6 separate regions of the Mus musculus genome follow, and all the other regions are linked to region 6. A link is a contact called in public HiChIP or PLAC-seq and Micro-C data. All regions are on one chromosome and are shown on one strand. The core of a region is the stretch at or near the end of the contact, and the rest is flanking DNA. Distances in the headings are between cores, read along the strand shown.

Evidence for each region. Hi-C and Micro-C count contacts between places; a contact is called where the count stands out from the background. HiChIP or PLAC-seq counts read pairs in DNA pulled down with a chosen protein or histone mark.
Region 1: a contact with region 6 is called in an H3K27ac HiChIP or PLAC-seq map of embryonic stem cells, with 6 read pairs. The contact joins the promoter of P2ry2 here to the promoter of Rab6a in region 6. A contact is called at or near these places in 1 of 484 Hi-C or Micro-C datasets (liver) and 2 of 115 datasets of contacts at active chromatin or transcription factors (embryonic stem cells and pancreatic cancer cells).
Region 2: a Micro-C map of embryonic stem cells shows a contact between it and region 6, with 5 times the contacts expected there. The contact joins the promoter of Lipt2 here to the promoter of Rab6a in region 6. A contact is called at or near these places in 3 of 484 Hi-C or Micro-C datasets (B cells and embryonic stem cells) and 1 of 115 datasets of contacts at active chromatin or transcription factors (large pre-B cells).
Region 3: a Micro-C map of embryonic stem cells shows a contact between it and region 6, with 5 times the contacts expected there. The contact joins the promoter of Pgm2l1 here to the promoter of Rab6a in region 6. A contact is called at or near these places in 1 of 39 promoter capture datasets (erythroid cells), 6 of 484 Hi-C or Micro-C datasets (embryonic stem cells, muscle stem cells and uterus), 1 of 115 datasets of contacts at active chromatin or transcription factors (extraembryonic endoderm stem cells) and 1 of 9 other capture datasets (pancreatic islet).
Region 4: a contact with region 6 is called in an H3K27ac HiChIP or PLAC-seq map of extraembryonic endoderm stem cells, with 4 times the contacts expected there. The contact joins the promoter of P4ha3 here to the promoter of Rab6a in region 6. A contact is called at or near these places in 1 of 39 promoter capture datasets (neural stem cells), 3 of 115 datasets of contacts at active chromatin or transcription factors (extraembryonic endoderm stem cells, fetal liver and pancreatic cancer cells) and 1 of 9 other capture datasets (adipose tissue).
Region 5: a contact with region 6 is called in an H3K27ac HiChIP or PLAC-seq map of large pre-B cells, with 4 times the contacts expected there. The contact joins the promoter of Kcne3 here to the promoter of Rab6a in region 6.

Annotation. Positions count from the first base shown.
Region 1 is chr7:101,010,631-101,013,553 of GRCm38.p6, reverse strand. P2ry2 (purinergic receptor P2Y, G-protein coupled 2) reads left to right here and starts at 1,556. Exons shown (of 3, transcript NM_008773.4): 1 at 1,556-1,842.
Region 2 is chr7:100,157,843-100,160,710 of GRCm38.p6, reverse strand. Lipt2 (lipoyl(octanoyl) transferase 2 (putative)) reads right to left here and starts at 1,434. Exons shown (of 2, transcript NM_026010.2): 1 at 964-1,434; 2 at 1-537. The coding sequence starts at 1,429. The coding sequence ends at 308. Gm51452 (a long non-coding RNA gene) reads left to right here and starts at 535. Exons shown (of 2, transcript XR_003946658.1): 1 at 535-616; 2 at 2,580-2,868.
Region 3 is chr7:100,226,141-100,229,360 of GRCm38.p6, reverse strand. Pgm2l1 (phosphoglucomutase 2-like 1) reads right to left here and starts at 1,754. Exons shown (of 14, transcript NM_027629.3): 1 at 1,327-1,754. The coding sequence starts at 1,437. Gm34877 (a long non-coding RNA gene) reads left to right here and starts at 1,956. Exons shown (of 3, transcript XR_869834.3): 1 at 1,956-2,231.
Region 4 is chr7:100,284,225-100,287,270 of GRCm38.p6, reverse strand. P4ha3 (procollagen-proline, 2-oxoglutarate 4-dioxygenase (proline 4-hydroxylase), alpha polypeptide III) reads right to left here and starts at 1,751. Exons shown (of 13, transcript NM_177161.4): 1 at 1,545-1,751. The coding sequence starts at 1,738.
Region 5 is chr7:100,177,015-100,179,951 of GRCm38.p6, reverse strand. Kcne3 (potassium voltage-gated channel, Isk-related subfamily, gene 3) reads right to left here and starts at 1,269. Exons shown (of 4, transcript NM_001360467.1): 1 at 1,186-1,269. It overlaps Gm51453 (a long non-coding RNA gene), which reads left to right and starts at 1,261. Exons shown (of 3, transcript XR_003946660.1): 1 at 1,261-1,631; 2 at 1,721-2,152; 3 at 2,299-2,568.
Region 6 is chr7:100,605,831-100,609,009 of GRCm38.p6, reverse strand. Rab6a (RAB6A, member RAS oncogene family) reads right to left here and starts at 1,424. Exons shown (of 8, transcript NM_024287.4): 1 at 717-1,424. The coding sequence starts at 786. It also overlaps a transcript of Mrpl48 not described here.

The sequences.
Region 1 (2,923 bases), core at 307-2,806, 400 kb before region 6:
TCAAGGCCAACAGGGCCTACATAGGGAGATCCTAGCTATAAACAAACAAACAAACAACAAAAAGAGGGCTGAATCTTAGAAAGTAGACACAGAAAAAGTGAAGGAAGACTTGAATCTGAGTACTCGGGCTTTACCAGGTCACCTGACATGATGTCATGTACCTTGGGAATGTCGTTTCTTTGGCTATAAAGTAAAGGAATTGGACCACAGCAAGGGTAAAGTCCAAGACTGCCCACTGTCCAGCCTGTGGGTCTTCTAGAGGCTAGGATCCATCCTGGGTCCTAGGGGAAGCAGCAGAAAAAGACCTGACGGCTCAGAAGGGAGATCAGGAAAAGGAAATCCGCTGGGATTTCAATAACCAGAAAGACTTCCCTCACACGAGGACCCTAAAGCCACAAGGGTGGCTGTGGAGAGATCTAGATTTCTGGAAGCTGCCTGCACCAGCTCCCATAGCCAGCAGAGGTTAGACAAGGAGCCTTTGTGTCTGCTCAAAGGCCCCAGGAGGCTGCAGAGAGGCTCAGCCACCCAGCTCTGTGTATTCACCCTTCTCACTCTGGACAGGGCTGCAGATCGGACCCTTTCTGGACCCCTCCAGGGGCTGCGAATGGGACTTTAGTCAGCGGATACACAACTAACAAAGTCTACAGCCCTTGGGCAGAGAGCAAACTCCTCACCATAGGAAAAGGCTTGTTCTGAACTTGTCCGTTTATTTGGCCACCCCAAGACTCCCTGGATGGACACGAAAAGTAGGATCATGGAAGGACTGGCTTCATTTCGCAGAAAATGTGTCTTACAGTGCTAAAGGTGGCCTAGAACTTATACTAACAGATGCCTGAGTCAGAAATGGGAGGGGGCAGACACCCTCTCATTCATCCACCCCTTCACAGGACAGCAGTGAGGTGGCTGGTGTGGTCCTTGCCTTTTTGAGCTCAAACTAGGACAGGAATGGGGTTTGTGACTACAGAAAGTCTTCAGAGCAGGCCAGAGAGAAGAATTGAGGCAGTTCAAGATGAGAGATCAAACTAAACCAGGACTTCATGGACCCGTTAGTGACCTGAACGAAGAGCAAAAGCAGACGGAGGTGGTGAAGCCGGCAAAGATTTCTGCTGGTACCAGCAGTCTGAAAGCACATCCATCTGTCCATCCGTAAGTGACGCGGGATGGGGCAGCAGCGGAGGGAAGGCTGAGGGTCAGTATAAAGGTCCATCGGTGGGCAGTGACAGGAGCCAGGCCAGCACAAAGCAAACCTTGTAAAACTTGGGCGTCGCTGAAAATCGGTGAGCTAAGCAGGTGACCTCTGCTCAGCCAGGACGGTCGCCTTCCGCCTCTCCTTGCTCAACAGCCGTGGCGGACACGCTGACCGGCGGCGACACTGACCGACCGCGTCCCCAAGCGGGTGGCAGACTGGAAGCATCTGTTTAGAAGGGTTGGGGGCGGCTCCGGCGTCTGCCCAGAGTCTGCCCCGCCCTCCTGCTCACAGCCAGGCTATGGGGTGCGGAGCGGGGCGGAGTAGGGCGGGGACCGCGGCGCTTCCAGGCACGTGGGACCCTGCGCCACTCGGCATGGGACTCGGGCACCAGGAACAGCGGCGGCAGCCCTTGGAGGGGACCAGCGCAGCGGGGAGGTGAGAGGTGCTTCCTAGAGGGGAGCGGACACCAAGAGAGGTCGCCAAGTGAGGCCTGGGGACGGGAGCGCCGGTCGAGTCAGCGCCAAACAGGGAGAGCCCATTACGTGACTGTCCCGAGGGCTCGGGCTCCCAGCCCTTGTACTGCGCAAAACTGGGCGGTGAGAGCCGGCTGCCGGTGCGCTGATGAACTTTGTTTCCTCTAGAGCGTGATCTCGGTGAGTGTCATCTTGGTGTGTTTACCAGCATACTGGGGGAATCTGTGTGTTAGTGGGCAAATGCGCACACCCTTAGGGTGTGAGTGACTGAACTTAGTCTGTGTGTACCCCTGGGGCGTAAGTCTGTGGGCTAAGAGACCTGGGAATCCTGGAGACTTCTTGCGCTTGGACTCTTAACTCTCCCCAGAGTCAGTCTGGGTAGCTCACTCGGTGTCAGTGAGGTGTCAGTGAGGAACCGGAGGCAGTGGCAGCAGCGGCGGGGTTGTGGGGTTGGGAGTGGGGGGTGCGGTGGGGTGGGAATGTGGGTTGCTAGTGCAATTTCATATAAGGACAGTTAAGACTTTGATCTGTCTGGAAACTTTTAATCGGGCAGGTGGTGCTGTATGAAGGGTCAGGCAGAAGAAAGACAGTGTTCACCTCACTAGGGCTACAGTGTGTGTGTGTGTGTGTGTGTGTGTGTGTGTGTGTGTGTGTGTGTTACTGATCTCCAGGAGCTAGACCCAAGTGTAGATCCTTCTGGGAACTAGCCTTTCCAGTTTGGAGATTTATAGGGCTAGGTGACTGCTGTGCTCAGAATGGCATCCCTAGAGTCCCTGGGTCAGCAGCCTTGTTTTGGATCAAGTTTGGAATAGTGGCTTTTGAAGATCAGGCTGGGGCGGCAGGGAAGTGGCAATTATCTGTGGGTGGGAGTGGGAGGAAGGAGAGTCTCTGAACAGACTCTACACTGCTGCCAGTGTGGGTCCTGCATGAGGGCTGGGGACAAGCCCTGCTGCGGAGGTCTGCCCCTCTCCTTTTCCATGCTTTGGATACTCCAGAGTTTTGAGGACATGGGCAGGTTGGCATACTGGGTAATCCTCAGAAATGGCTGCCCAGATGCAGAGTGAGGTTGTGGCCTTTCCGGGATCCCTTTTGCCCACCTACCCCAGGCACCAGATGAGCATGTGAGGATGTCACCAAGGCCTCATGGGTGACACCAGGAGTTCTTTAATTTCCTGGCTGTAGTCTTTCTTCTTAATGAGAAGTGCTTATGCTACTATTGGAATGTTGTTGAACTGTTACTTGTTACAGTTTATAAGAATCC
Region 2 (2,868 bases), core at 185-2,684, 450 kb after region 6:
GCAGTTGATAATAACACTGGAGTGTCTCCATTAACAGGTGTTAATGGTCATGGGGATGCTTTAGGTAGCCTGTGACTTTTCATAGTATTTTCATAATGTCGTCTGAGGTAGGTGAGGAGATACAGGGAGCAATTGCTCAGGGCCTGTCATGGTCAGTGAATCAGAGTAGTTCTGGGGACTCAGTCAGACTAGCAATTGCTCAGGGCCTGTCATGGTCAGTGAATCAGAGTAGTTCTGGGGACTCAGTCAGACTAGAAGCTTTCTATTGTAGAACCATCATCCCAAGGATAAGGTGAATGAATGTCCTTCAGCTGGGGCTGTCCTCAGAGATTAACGTGCACTTGAAAGTCTCCTTGAATGCCACAAGGAATGATGGCATTACTTCATCCACAGTGACAAGTCTTTGAAGCGCCTCACTCAGGGAAGTGACTCCAGTTCCAACCAGTCCACAAGGCACAATGTGCTCAAACCATGTGAGGTCGGTTGAACAGTTCAGAGCCAAGCCGTGGGACGTGATGTGTCTTCCACAGCGGACTCCTGCAAGACAAGCCAAAATATCTTAGCATAGTTATACTTCCCTTCTTTGGGAGCCTCAGGATCCCTCTGGGGCTGAAAGGTAAGGAGGCCTGGGCACAATCCCTTGAAACTTGGATGGAACACTGACTGGATCTGGGGGCTAAGTCAATGGCGGTGGGGGCTGTGGTTACACATCAGCTGCCCTTATTTTCGAGATTCGTTTAACACAAGAATTGCGTTTGCATTGGAAGTTTTAAATTTTGGCATCCTGTCTCCCGTTATGAGTCACAGGAAGAAACCTGGCAATTCATACTGAACTAGAGGACTCTTTTGTCTCAGCTCCATGAGGGAGGTCAGTGGCTCATGCCCAGAGTTCATGTCCAGCCCAGCGCTCCCCGATGTTAGCCCTGCCCAGGCTCCGCCCCGGTCCCGCCCCGGCGCGCTCACCGATCGCGCAGATCTTGCGCTCCCCCAGCCAGACGCCAGTGTAGGGCGGCGGCCGCGCGCGGGCGCCCTGCAGGCCCCGAAGTTCGCACAGTCGCACGGCGCACGCCTCCAGCGCCGCCACGTGGGTGCGCAGGCGCAGGCCTAGGAGCCGCAAGTCAAGCACCGGGTGGCAGAGCAACTGGCCCGGGCCGTGGAAAGTGGCCAGGCCGCCGCGGCCGGTGGCGCGCACCTCGGCGCCCAAGGCCCTCAGCCGCGTAGTCTCCTCGGGTGTCAGGCCACCGCGTAGCCCGCCCGTGTATACGGGCCCCGCTGGCTCGCAGACCAAGAGCACACCCGCTTTGGTCCCCGACAGGGTCCCAGGGCGAGGGTCTGCCTGTAGCCGCCGTAGCCAATGCTCCTGCAACGCCAGCAGCTCCGAGTAGTGCACCCGACCAAGCCAAACGAGCCGGACCACAGGCAGCGACATCGCGCGGGAGGCGGCGTGCGTGGGCCACGCCTTCTGGCGGGTCTCGGGGCGGGGACTCTGGGCCACGCCCCTGAGCTTCAGCCCGAGTGGAGCTTCAGTTCCCGCCTACCTGTGTGACCCGAAGTCCAGGCAGGATTGGTCTTAACCACCCATTCATTCCAATAATCATTTTTTAGTATGTTCTGTGTTCTGCAGGAACTTGGACCGTGCAGTGTAGAGTATTTGAGAAACGAAGATCCAACCCTGGAAGCTTAGGTGTTCACAGCTGACAAGCTAATATTAAAGTTTTTTTTTTTGACAATATTCAGAAATTGTCTTTCTGTTTCACCATGTAAATTCTTTTTTTTAATTTAATTAATTTATTTATTACGTATTTTCCTCAATGATGGAAAGAAAAACAGAATTCAGTAATATGTTGAGTTCCTCGAAAACTGAAAGGGAGACTAGTGTGCAAAGAGGTTTATTGTGGATCGGTGTGGGACGTAGCAGGTACTTCAAGATATATAAGACTTGAAAGAAACAGGATTAGGCAGAAGCTGTAGTTGAGCAGAGAAATAGTTGCATTAGATTCTTTCCTTAGCTATCCCCCAGGAATGCTCCGAGTCTGGCCTGACCCATTAGAATTATTCTAGATTAAAGCAAATGGGACATCCTACATAGATGGGTCACAAAAACAAGCTACTCCTGGGAAGGCACCGTTACCTTTGTAGGAGTTGCTTCCATTATGAAGCCCTGATCTCTGAAGGGAGCTCCAGCTTGAGTCATCATACAACCCAGTCCCAGAAGCCGAGGGAAGGACAGGGGACGGGAAGCCAGAATATCAAGATTAATTGTGATTAATTGGCCCAGAAACCCTTCCTGACCTGAGCTTTATACAACAGAGAATGTGCCAGAAAAGTCCCCAGAACTACAATTTGGAGAGGTAGATGTCTTATCAAAGTCTTATAAAGGGTCCTGAGCCCTCAGTCCCCAAGGCTTTTACTTAGCCCACTAGCTCACGCCCATTCTTGGGAGTGTTTTTCTTTTTTTAATAACCAGCCCCTGTTTCTAACCACACTGTGTGTCTCTGGTGTGGTATTCTAACCTGGGACATAATCTCAGATCTGCACTGACCACTAATTTTTTCCCCTTTTCTTTATTTCCTTTTCAGATATCGGCCTAAAGCCTGAGCCTACATCGTTGCACTGTGGACTTTCTCACTCTCTGAACCCCTCCACCTCTGCCATGCAGGTTCTCCCCTCCCTCCTCCATCACAGAAGATCCTCCTGCCTCTGCCTCCTACGTGCTGGGATGGACTTTGACTGTTAATAGCTCCAGTAACACTGAGTGTGGGTGGGCCAGGAAGCAGAAAGAGGAAGAACAGAATACCAACCAGAGTGAGGCTCAATGCCAAGAATTAATAAGGCGGACAGACTGGCATGGGCAAACATATATAATAG
Region 3 (3,220 bases), core at 505-3,004, 380 kb after region 6:
ATGCCTCAAGATTCCCAGATGATCTGTTAGCACTTTCGGGTCTGAGAAACATTGGTTCAGACTCTAGAAGAAGGATTAGAACATCTGAGAAATATATGACCCAGTAACACCAAATACTTTATTGTAATTGCTTATTTGTTGGACTTCCTTATCTACGAACTAAAGGCTTGCTGACGGCAAGAACTCTTTCTATCTTTCTCACCACCAGCATTTCCTGTCTGGCCTAGAACACTCAGTATTTAGTTGGGTTTTTTTGTTTGTTTGTTTTGTTTTGTTTCCCTTCTTAAATGCATAGATACCTGGAAAAAAATGAAAATAAACTTTTTCAGAAAGCTAATTAAGTAGTTCTTTTGTATAACAAAATCTCACATACCTCCATACAAACCCCTTAATTCAGTTTTAAATGTGCTGCCTTTTTTGTTTTAGCAGCTGTATCATATGCACTTGAGAAAACAAACACTGGGATTATCATCCCACCCTCTGAAAAAGCCTCCAAGAGCCTCGTTTACAAGTGAAAAGGATGCATTTTAATTCTAGCTTTCACCAACCCACCCTATATACCTGCACAAGGGGAGGGAGAGAGAAGAAACGATGGCATCAGCAATTCTGAAATTCCTAAGCAATTCCTAAATATCTGATCAGAATCTGCCTTTTAAGATTTGAGAATGGTGCAAATTCTATCAGTACAACTAGACTATTCTAGATGTCCATGACAATTTTTTGAACAGGATACTTCCAATAAATAACTGCCGGCAGAGGAATGAAATAAGAGGAGAACCCTTGTCACATTTAATAGCAAAAGGTGATACCAGAAAATAAGAGTGAAATAGACTAGCGAATACCTAGCCAGCGATTACCTAGTGACAGAGGGTGGAAACACAGCAGAGCAACATAGTGAGTGGTTAGTAACGTTCAAGAACCAGAAGCCACTTTCTGGTTCTGCAGAGAAGGAAGTCAAAGGAGAAAGAGGAAAGGTGATGGATGCATAGTACACAGAGGATAACTTACAACGATGAGAATGAGGACGAAGTATTTTGACCATGAGAGATGATACTCACTGGAAGGGAAGGGGCAGCAAGGGAGGAAGCGGGACTGCGGTGTAGCCTACCACAAAAGAAAGAGACTGCAGTCGTCCCTGCCCAGCCCAGCCCGCCGGGGAAAGCAGCCCCTGCATAGGTGAGAGGCATCGCCCAACTCCACTAGCCCTGCGCTGGCTGGAGCCATCTCCCCTGGAGCCTCCAGAGCCCTGGGTGGGTACCGGAAAGGGTGGACTGTGCGAGGGTGAGCAGAAAGAGGGGACAGATGCCGGGGTGACCAGGTACCCACCTTGTCCCAACGCAGCCACTGCCCGATGGCCGTGTCTAGCTGGGGGTCCCCAGTGAGGTAGGGGGCGTGGAGCAGGTTAGAGTTCAGGTCATCATCTGCGTTCTCAGCCATGGTAGACACACGGGTTTGCGGGCCCGAGGGGCGGGCGAAGACACTGAGTCAGGGGGGCTCTAGGTGCGCTCACCAGGGTCCAGAAACCCCCTCCTTGACGAAGGGCATCGGAGACCAACCGCGAGCTGTTCAGTCCGCGCCAGCTCCTGCCGCAGCTCCAGCGAACCCGGAGAGAGGGCGGAGACAGGACAGCCGCCTCCCAGCAGACTAGCTCCGGATCTCAGCTCGAACTGACTGAGGCGGGCGTGAGGCGAGAGAACAACAACAGTCCCAGATGTCTGGGTCGCCGCCTTCGCCCGCGCCGCCTTAGGCCCCGCCCCCGCGCCGCCCGCGCCGCCCCCGCCCGCCCCGGCCCGTCCGAGTGCCCGAGGCATGAGGCGCGAGCCCGGGAGCGCGCGCCCCGCACCTCCGCTGCAGCGTTTGCTGTCCGCTGAGGCGACAGTGCACAGCTGGCTTTGTTTTTTTAATGCCGTTCCTCAGCTGTCTTTCCCTTATCACCCGCCCCGCACTCGCACGTGCGCCTCCACCTGGTGTCCCCGTCGTCTCAAGCAGCCCGCCTCTGCACTCACTAGGAGAGTCCCCGGCGCGCGCAGGCCCCACCCTCTTCGCCTCAGGGCTTGGTCTCGCTTGGGAGCCCAAAGTGGCGCGCGTGACGCCTCACGGGAGTTGTAGTTTTCCCCGGTTCCCCGAGTTCTGTACACCCGTTGCCTTTCCCTTCCCTCGGAGAGAAAAAGCACCACCTGTTCCCTGACGCTTCTTACTTATGTTGTGCAGTGGTGGTCTCCTGCTTTAAGGTAAAAAAGGAATGACGTAAGGAACAACGGTATCTATTTGTACTTGAAAGTTTACGAGTCGTTTTTTGTCATTTCATTCATCCTGTGTGGTAGGTTGTATGTATATTCCTTTCCCACTTTACACAGAAGGAACTGAAAGGCAAACCGAATTTTCTGAGCAGTAGCGTTCCTGAGAAATGAATGCGGGTTTCAGTCTGTTATGTTACCTCAGCTGGCAGTTGTTTTTGTTCAGTTGTAGCCGCGGAATAGAGGTAGAGAGAATATAATGTCTGGAAAATAGATAAGAAGGTTGTCAGATGATGGGTCAGCATTTAACCCTATTTTAAGAATGTACAAACATCATAAAATTCATGAACAAGTAGGAATACAGAGGAAAAAAGAAATGAACACCTTCACTTTCTTTCTTCTATAAATGTGCGCCTTTCAGGTCTCATTACTTGAGGCCAGAGAAATACTGAAGTCTTGTATATGGACCACTCTGCTTTCTCTGTTTTTGAGACAGGGTCTCCTCTATGGCTTTGGCTAGCCTTGAACATAATATACGCCAGGCTGAAATTGAACTCTTGAGTGCTGGAATTCCAGGTGTGCACCACCACACTGTGCCAAATACCTTCTTGGTGTGACTTGACCAAGTATATTAAAACTCTTCCTCATCAGCCTTTTGCTCTTGTAAGGATTATATAATATTTATAGCATGACAGTACAGTAATTGAAGAAATAGTTTTAGAGTGTTTTGAGGCTCAAAGATAAAAGACATAATAAATCCAAAGTATTCCTTTTATTTTTTAAAGACATCATTTGTTCTAATAAAATCCAAACTACTAGCATAAAATAATTGTATTGAGAGATTCTGAAAAATAATATATGTCATTGTAAGGGGTTGCAGTGTTTGCCTTAAAAATCAACAAAACAAGAATTATGCTAGGAGCTGATATTAGAAGAATATAAACAATTCCCTTCAAGAAGTAAAATCTAGGGCTGGAGTGATG
Region 4 (3,046 bases), core at 502-3,001, 320 kb after region 6:
AGCTTAAAGATATAACACGGTCAGAGTCAAAAATTCAGAGACCTGTTGAGCTCCTGAATCTAGACTCTGAGTCACTTGGTACCCACAGTGTTCCACACACTTTCTCCTGCATTGGCTTTCTCCTCTTCCTCCTCTTCTTTTCCTCCTCCTCCATCTCCTCCTCCTCTCCTTTTTCCCTTCTTCCTCCTCTTCCCTTTTTTCTCCTCCTCCTCCTCCTTTTTTTTAGTATAGACAGGTGTCTTTTATTAGCTTTTCCTAAACTTGTCTCCTGCTTACAGCCTGTTTTTCTTAGTGTAAGAATGTAATCTGCAGGTTTTTTTTTTTTAACAAACCAATTTGATACTGCAACTCAAACAAATGCGTGTCTAACTACAAGCCATCAGTTGCCACCAATGGCATTTGAAGAGCAGACTGCAGGATTAAGCCAACCCTTACGAAACTGGCTGTCCTTCATGACCATTTCTTATAAACATTTGTGGGAGTGGAGCAGGGCGGGTTGGCATGGGAATGGATTTGAAATTTAAAGTTACTGGAAATCAAATGATGTGCTTCTGCTCTGTCTAGACAAGTTTGTAAGATCAATTGGATTTATGTGGAAACAACTGTGCCTTATAGTCCGTGGGCTTCTCAGTGTCCAAAGCAAAGAAGGCACAAGACATGTTGGTATCATATGCAAGCATTCCTTTTTCATCTTGGACACTGATTAGTGCTCTAAGTCCCACACTTTACAACAGTTTACCTTCCAGGATCTAACTCTACTTTGCTGACTGCATAAAAAATAATGTTGGCTGTGTGTTTGTGCACACTACTCCCAGTATTACCCCGTGTGAAGTAGTTTTTCACAGTGTTTTCTTTGGAGTCAGACATTTTCACATACATACAACCTCTCAGCTACTACTTACATTCAGAGAACTTTTACCCATGGAAAAAGAAATAAGAGCTATAATGGTCACCACAGCATTCTACTGTGTCAGCAGTAACTTGACAAGAAGTCCAAGGTCATTTGCTGCTTGACACAGTATTTGTGAGATCCAACTGGACTCTAGAATCTCCATGCTACCTACACTTTTTCACAGTGTATCAACTTGGACATGTGAAGGTGGATGGGGGGTGGTGTCACACCCCGGGGTGTGTGTTTGTGTGTGACAGAGACAGAGAGTGAGAGACAGAGAGACAGGGAGAGACAGAGAAACAGAAAGAGACAGAGACACGGACAAACACACATACATACAGACACATAGACACAGAGAGAGACAGAGACCGGAACAGAGAGACAGAGACACACACACAAAGAGGCAGAGAGACAGGCACAGAGACAAAGAGACAGACACAGACAGACAGACAGACAGACACAGAGAGTGAGAGAGAGGGAGAGAGAGAGAGAGAGAGAGAGAGAGAGAGAGAGTGACACAGAACTCCTCATTCCCCTTCAAAGTGTCTCAGGGTCCCCACCACATGACAGTTGGGTCTGGAAGTCACTTTGGGCCTCAGTTACTCCTCACCCTCAGTCGCTGAGCATCCCGGCTCCCTGGAGACGCCCTCACCTGGTCAAGTCGCGCAGCCGCGCCTCCTCGCCGCGCAGGTAGCGCCTCAGTGTCCCCAGCAGCCTGCGCTCGGGCGCCAGGGCGCGCGCCACGCTGGTCAGCGCGGAGAACGTGTCCTCCCGCCCCGTGGCCGCCGCGGGGTCTCCCCCGAGCGCCAGCAGCGCCAGCAGAGCCAGCCGCGCCCCTGGGCCCATCGCAGGGTCGCGCGTCCCTCCGCGCTCTCGCCCGGCGCCGCCCCGGCCCGCCCGCCCGCCCGCAGCCTTCCGTCGCCCGCCCTTGGCCGCCTCCGTCCCCTCAGCACTGAATTCCTTAGTGCCTGGCCCGCCGCTAACTCCACACTGATTCCACCGTGCCTGTCACATTTGGGGGAACTGAGGCGAGCGCGGGTGAGCAGTGATTTCTCTAGTTACAGCCGTGCTGAGCCATCATCCAAATTCCTCCTGTGGGACAGGGGAGGACACAAAAACCTCTGGATTATGAGGGGAACTCCAAAGGGTGACACAGCATGGTGACAGAAGTGCAGGTGGCTGGGGCAGAGGGGTAAAGTCTTCACAGAGGACAGGACCTCAGGTGATCTTGAAAGATGGCTAGGACTTACAGAAGCTGAAACTCTAGGATCGAGTCACTACAGAGTCACACAAAAATACCATCATTATATTCTACTAGGCTGCTTGTTTCTTTCACCCCGCTATCCCTTTTGCCCAGCAATGTTTATTCATTTACTCATTCATTTAAGTGTTCAGTAACATCTGTGCTATAGTAGGTGCAGATGCAGCCCGCTGCTCATAAAGGGAAATGGAAATGTAAACCACCATAAAAACACAAAATGGGCAACCACAGGCTGTGTGCAATGGGTGAGGACCTCATCCCCAAAGAGGGGCTTCCCCTGGCATGCTTTGATGGGGAGAGAGCTTCACAGAGTCAATGTGTGTAGTTCTAACAGTATCTTGACTTTAGGCCATCCTGGATTATCCTGGTGAGCTCAACGCAGTTGCCAAGGTCCTTTTAAAAAGGCAAAGAAAAAGCCGGGCGGTGGTGGCCCACGCCTTTAATCCCAGCACTTGGGAGGCAGAGAAACCCTGTCTCGAAAAACAAACAAACAAACGGCAAAGAAAGATACAGGACAATAACAGCCAAATCAGAGACTTGATGATGCTGTGTTGCGACTTTGAAAATGGATAAACGGTCTGTGAGTAACAGGTTGTAGGTAGCTTCTAGAAGGTTGAGAAGGCTGGGGGACAGATCTTTCCTAGTCTGCAGGAAGAACAGATCTGCCAATACCTTGATTTTATCTCGTGACACCTATTCGTTACGGTTTGAATTTGAAATGAACCTCACAGTTTCATCCTCTTGAATACTTGGTAAAAACCAAGCTATGGAGCTTTGGGGAAGTAGGGCTTACATACTCCACTAGGTTCACTAAGGCTTCACTGCTGGCCAGAGCCATCAGGTTTCTGTCTGCTGGATGTGAGCACCGGCCACATATGCTAGCCACCAGACGG
Region 5 (2,937 bases), core at 20-2,519, 430 kb after region 6:
GTGCCTACCTTCTGCTGTGCCCTCTCACAGCCCACAGCCACCAAGGGTCGCCCACCTCCTTTGTGTCCCACCCTTTCTGATGAATCCTGCAGGTCCTTGCCATTTACAAGTGCCTTCCCTGCCCCTACTTGGCCAGTCTGTGTAGCCAAGCATAGGATGGAGGTTCTTGGTCTTGCCTGCCTCCCTCTTAGAAGGTACTTCAAGCTCCCCTGCGTTACAGATAGAAAACATGCCCTGAGGAATTTGAACTGAAGAAAGTTGCTAGTCGGTTTTCATCTTCCGGGAGTCAACAGACTTTAAAGGCAGTTTTTAATGCCTCCAGTTATCGCACCCCTCCATTTGCAATTTACAGAGTGGCTGGAGCCAGAGAGAATGAGTTTATTCGATATCTGTACGTGAAATAAGAGTCCTGGGCTAGGAGTGAGGAAACACTGGTTCTAATTCAATATGGTCCCTGGTGATAAGATTATCCTGGGTCCTCAGTTTCCTCCCATGCAAATTAATAAAGAGAAGGAGGCAGAGATTAGGACTTTGCTTCCCGGGGCTCTAACACACTGGCTGAGACACCTCCCAAACATTCCCCTTTGCCCTAATTGGATTACATGGGGGCAACTGGAGCAGGAGACCCATTTTACAGGAGGTGACCTAAGAAAGCATAAGGCACAAAGCCATGGTTGACCTGCATCAATTTACACTACCTGAAAACTAGAACCCAAGACTCCTGACTTTCAACCTAGAATTGCTACTAACAGCGGAAGATGCTTCAGCCCGTCCCGGGATTTCGGAGGATCTGATCGCCGAGGGCTGGTCACAGTGGAGTAGAATGGGTAGGGCAGTTCTGCAGAGCCCGCAGCTTTGGTAGAGCAAGACTGACTCCTGGAATGTTATTTCCGTGAGTGTCCCGCTGCAGACCTGTGAGTGTCCTCTTATCGGTAGGAGAGGAGGAGCCTTTGCTGCCTGGAGGAAAGCCTGGGAGAGCGCCTTCGGACCACACACGACTTTCCATGCGCAGCGAAACTCTCTAATCCCTATAGTTCCTGGGAATACCTGCTTTTCTCACTAAGGAAGATCCACTCTGTGTTTTAGCAGCACCCCACGTCGGGTCCCCCCTCTGAAGGAAAACACCGAAACCCTGCACGTCTTGCCCGGACTATGGATAGCTTTTCCAACCCTGTAGCGCCTTACCCGCCTCTACGATCTGTCTCCGGTGAACACTGCAATAATGCCCAGATGCGCTCAGTGCTCTCAGATCTCTGCACGCCTACTGGCTCTGGCTCCCTTTTCCTTCCCAGGGTGTCCCTCCTCTGGCCCCGCCCTGCCTTAGCACTCCAGCTTCAGCGTTGGCTGTCTTGGGGCGCCTCCGCCCAGCTCCTTAGCCTTAACCGGGTGCGGTTGCGGGGAACCACCTGCTTCCTGGATCCCAGACAGAATTTTTCTCGTCTGTGTCTCCTTTAAGTCTCAGCCAACCTAGCGAAAAGCTGATTTCCAAACACCCAGACCAAGCGCTAGGTTTTGGTGGAGTCGGGCTTGGTACCTGTGTAGCTGTGTGGCACTGGGCAGCTCCTCTCTGGGGCCTTGGTTTCCTGTCTATGGGTACCACCATTCCTGCACTCGCTCTTCACAGGGTTACGGTAAGATTAGAAGTGTTTTCAGAATCCAAAATACTAAAACCGGAATAGCCAAAGAAAACATCTGATTCTAAGACATACCCTGTTTTCAGTTTGCAGACGCCCAAATTGGGGAGGTGATTCTACACTCAGCAAGCAAGTCAGCGCAGAGCTCGGTCAGAGCTTGGTCTCAGAATCCACGTACTCTAGCAGGCATCTCCCCCCTCAGTAGTCTGTGTCACATGCCCGGTCTCAACTTGTATCCACTCACTTCTTAACTGGTGTCTGTCCCAGAACACTTGTTTTCCAGCCACTGGGTCCACATCCAAATTGTTTCTGATGATATTAAAAATTGTTTCTGTTGATATAGAAGAGACGCTGATAAGTGTCATTTTCCTGTTGATGACAGAAATAGGGATCTGCCTCTCAGGGACTCTGTAGCAACCACTTATCCAAGCTCTCTTCACTAGCGGAGGTCACACAACGAACACACTCAGATGAGCTCCCTCACAATTCTCGCAAAGATCTACTGCAGTATTTCCAAGGTGAGTAATTTCCATCACAGAATATTAGGATATGATTACCTAATACGTGCTTAGGGAAAAACAAGATTGCCACGTGGTGGGCTTTTTGTGCATAATTGCTAATCTCCTTCAGAACACATCCTTGTTGTGTTGTTTCTGTGTGGCAGGTTTCTATCCAGCCGTTCCTCCCTAAGCTGGACACCACCTCTGAGAGCCGTCATCCCGATTACCCCAGTATGCGCTGCTCCAGTCTGCACACCGAGGGCGGTGGGCTCCTCCTGGGAGGTTTGGATTCAAAAGACCCAGAGTGGGGCCCAGAAATCAGCATTCAGAGTTTTGCCTCTGTAGATGTCTGTGCACCGCTTACATGCCAGGTGCCCTCAAGGCCAGTCTTAAGCACCATTGGGAGACTGGGAATCTCGTTTCTCTTTTCTTTTTTTCTTTGTTTGTTTATGTGATTTTTGAGACAGGGTTTCTCTGTATAGCCCTGGCTGTTCTGAAACTCACTCTGTAGACCCAGCTAGCCTCAAACTCCCAGAGCTCTGCCTACCTCTGCCTGCTCAGCACTGGGATTAAAGATGTGCCCTGCCTCCCCCTGACAAAACTCCTAGGCACACAACAAACAAGAACAATGACAAAACTCAACAGGGGTAGAGTGATGGTTCAGCAGCTAAGAGCACCTGCTGCGTTTGCGGGGGACCCTGTTAGGTTTCCAGTACCCATCTAGGATCTCACAACCATCTGTGACTCCAGTTTTAGGGGATCTAATGCCCTCTCCTGACCTCCACTGGTAGCAGGCACACATG
Region 6 (3,179 bases), core at 175-2,674:
GAAAATTAATAGAAAAATAAGGATTTCCAACCAGTCCCAACCCAAGGGACCAAAATCATCACTGGCAACGCCACCTCTTTTCAAGTCTCCTTCAGTTAAAATATATTAGCTCACTAACCCTAACTAATTCTTCATTTAGGTGTAAACTGAGCAAGAATTGTTTTTCTCCATGACCACCTCTTCTCTCACCTTCCGAGAGACTAGTACAACTCCGAGCCAAGCCTCAGGGGAAAACAACGCCCAGATCCCACCCTCCTTCATCCAAGGTTGAAGAGGGGGCCCATTCTCCAGAGTTGGGGGCTTCTCGGAGTGGGACCTCACTTCCAATGGGAACCGGAAAAAGAGCAAGGAATAAGGGTGGGGCCCCATAAAGCCGGCCCGGGTGGTGGAGACCACGCAGAGCAAAGGAAGAAAGGGATGGACAGGAGGCTGGGCGGGGTGAGGACTGAGGAGGACAGAGCGGCCCGAGAGGGCCCGGCTGCAGGCGGCGGAGTCCGGGCGAGGATCAGAGATCTAAGCTACAAGCCTGATAGATCCTAGCGAGGAGGAGCCAGGGACAGGGACAAGAGGAGTCGGGGGACCCGGGGAAAAGGCTGGGGTGGGGGTTTTAGGAAGAGCGAGGCCGGCGGGGAGCCTCAGCGGCCAGAAGGGCTGCACTGGGGGCGGTGCGGGGAAGCCGCGGCCGGCTGCCAGGAGCGGGGGAGTCGCGCACTCACCGCTCTGCTCTCCCAGGAACACCAGCTTGAATTTCCTCAGCGGATTCCCGAAGTCTCCGCCCGCGGACATGATGGAGCCGGAGGAGCCGCCGCCGCCGCCTCAGCCCAGAGACCTCTTCCAGACCGCTGCAGCTCCAACCCGCTAACGAAGAGGGCCGAGCTGAAGGGGCAGCCTCCGAGTCCTCTCGGCCCCTGCAGGGCCGGGCAGAGGGGCGAGGCTGAAGGGAGAGTGCCTCCACCGACCGGCAGCCGCCGCCGCCGCCTCCCCGCAGAGTCGCCTAGCACCGAGCCGGGCCCGCGGCCGCGAAGGGACGCAGGGCGGTGTCGGAGGCAGCCAGCGGTGCGCTCGGGCTTCGCTAGCCTAGCGCCGTTCCTTCCCTCAGAACGCGGCGCGGAGACTGAGGTGAGAGAGGAGGGTGGCGAGGCGAGCGCCGCAGACGCGTCTGGGTCTCGGCACGCGCAGTGCTCGGGCTCTCACAGCAGCCGCCGCCGCCACCACCGCAGCACAACCCGCTGAGTGCGCGAGCCTCTGGCGCGGATGCGGGGCGAGTCCGGGCGCGAGCCTGCCGCCCTGCCGGCCTCGGACGTGCGTGCGTGAGTGCGTGCGTGCGCGTCGCCGCCAGTGCTTTCCTGGTTTCGCCAGCAATCCCGGCTCCTCCCGTGCGGTGGAGAAAGGGGCCGATCAGGTTTCGACTGGCGTCTGGAGAAGCCGGGAGGAGGCGGGACCGAGTTCCGGGTAAGCAAGGGGGGGAGAAAAAAAAGGGGGCGCTTACGTCAGTGACAAATCGAGCCAATCAGAAAAAGCGGAGGGCAGGCAGCTGCTAACTGAGGTGGCGACGCGAGAGCGCGCGCGCGACTCTCGCGCGGAGGAAGGTGTGGGGTTCTGGCAGCCATAGGAAGTGTGGCGCGACGCAAGGCGATTGGAGGAAGGAGGAGGGAAAAGAAGGTGGGACGGAGGCGGAGCCGGAACCAAGGTGGAATGACCGCAGCAATGCGTGGGTGGGGTTGGGTCGCTCAAAGGTGTATTGTAGGTGCTAAACCCTTAACGTCGCTTCTCCTTCCTCACTTTAGCCCTTCACCCGTTTACCCTAGCCTTCTAAAACGTAATTCCTTGCTCGGCATCTTCGTGTATATAAGATTTCCCACCGTTACTCCGTGGAGTTTCATAACTACCAGAAACAAGTCCTCTCCATTTTGTGGGTGAGGAAATTGGAGTCCAACAGAAGGAAATGACTTGCAAAATCCACGTAGTCATGTCATGGAGTCAAGGTTTTATTTGAACCTCTGCTACCTCCTTACGTTAAGCCATCAAATTCCCTAGTGTCTGTTGGCGTGATCTTCTGTTGAGTGGCCGTTGTTTTAGGTGCCCATAACATCAGACGATAACCATCGTCTACATGCTAGAAATGAGTTTAGATATCATATAAGCCAAACTCCACATATTACAGATATGAAATGACTGCCCACTTAGCGGTGCAGCTTTGGAAAAGGTCACACAACATTCCAGAGGGCTGCCTCAACAAAATCACAAATCTGCAGAAGGAGTATTTAAAAGATCATCCTTTCTCCTTAAAGCAGCACTTCTGGATGTGCTTGAGTGGGGCTTCCTTAAATTTGCCATCTGAAGCATTTCCAATTGTCAACCAGATTTGAGATCCAATAAGATAAAGGTGAATGCCATAAGAAAACATGAACTAAGCATAATGTGGACAGTTACATAACATAATTAAATGTAACTTTTCATCTGAATGGGATCCCTAAAAAGAGAGTATCAGACAAAAACAAAATAATTTGAGTATAGCATGAATTTTAGTTAATAACAGTATTTTGTACTGATTGATTTATTATAACATATCAGTCCTATTAAAGTAAGCTGTTAATAGAGGAGTCTGGAGTGGTATATGGGAACTTCTATAATGGCCTTTGTAAATCTAGTAATTTTCTATCTAGTGCTTCACATCTGTAATCCCAACCCCCAGGAAGCTAAGGCGGAGGATTGCTGTCAGGGCTTGGCAAACCTGGGCTATAGAGTTAGTTCCAGCTTAGCCTAAGATACAGAGTGAGGTCCTGCAGAGAGAGAGAGAGAGAGAGAGAGAGAGAGAGAGAGAGAGAGAGAGAGAGAGAGAGAGAAAATCTACTCTTTAGGACACCTAAGAAACTTCTAGAGCCAGACATGGTGGTGCATGCCCATAATCGTAGCACTTGAGAGATACAGGTTAGAGGATCCTAAATTTAAGGCCAGCCTGAGCTACATATCAAAGTTAGGCTGCATGAAACCTTGCATCACTGAAGGGAAAAGAGTTCTAAATAAAGTCTATTCATAGAATATGAAAAATAAAAAAAAGTTAGGTGCCATTGAATTAGAGAATTTGGCATCTGCACAATTTTTTGCCATTCTTCAACATTTCATGGGACAATATCTTAAAAAGATATCTCTGTTCAGACATATTAAAACCCTTTTAG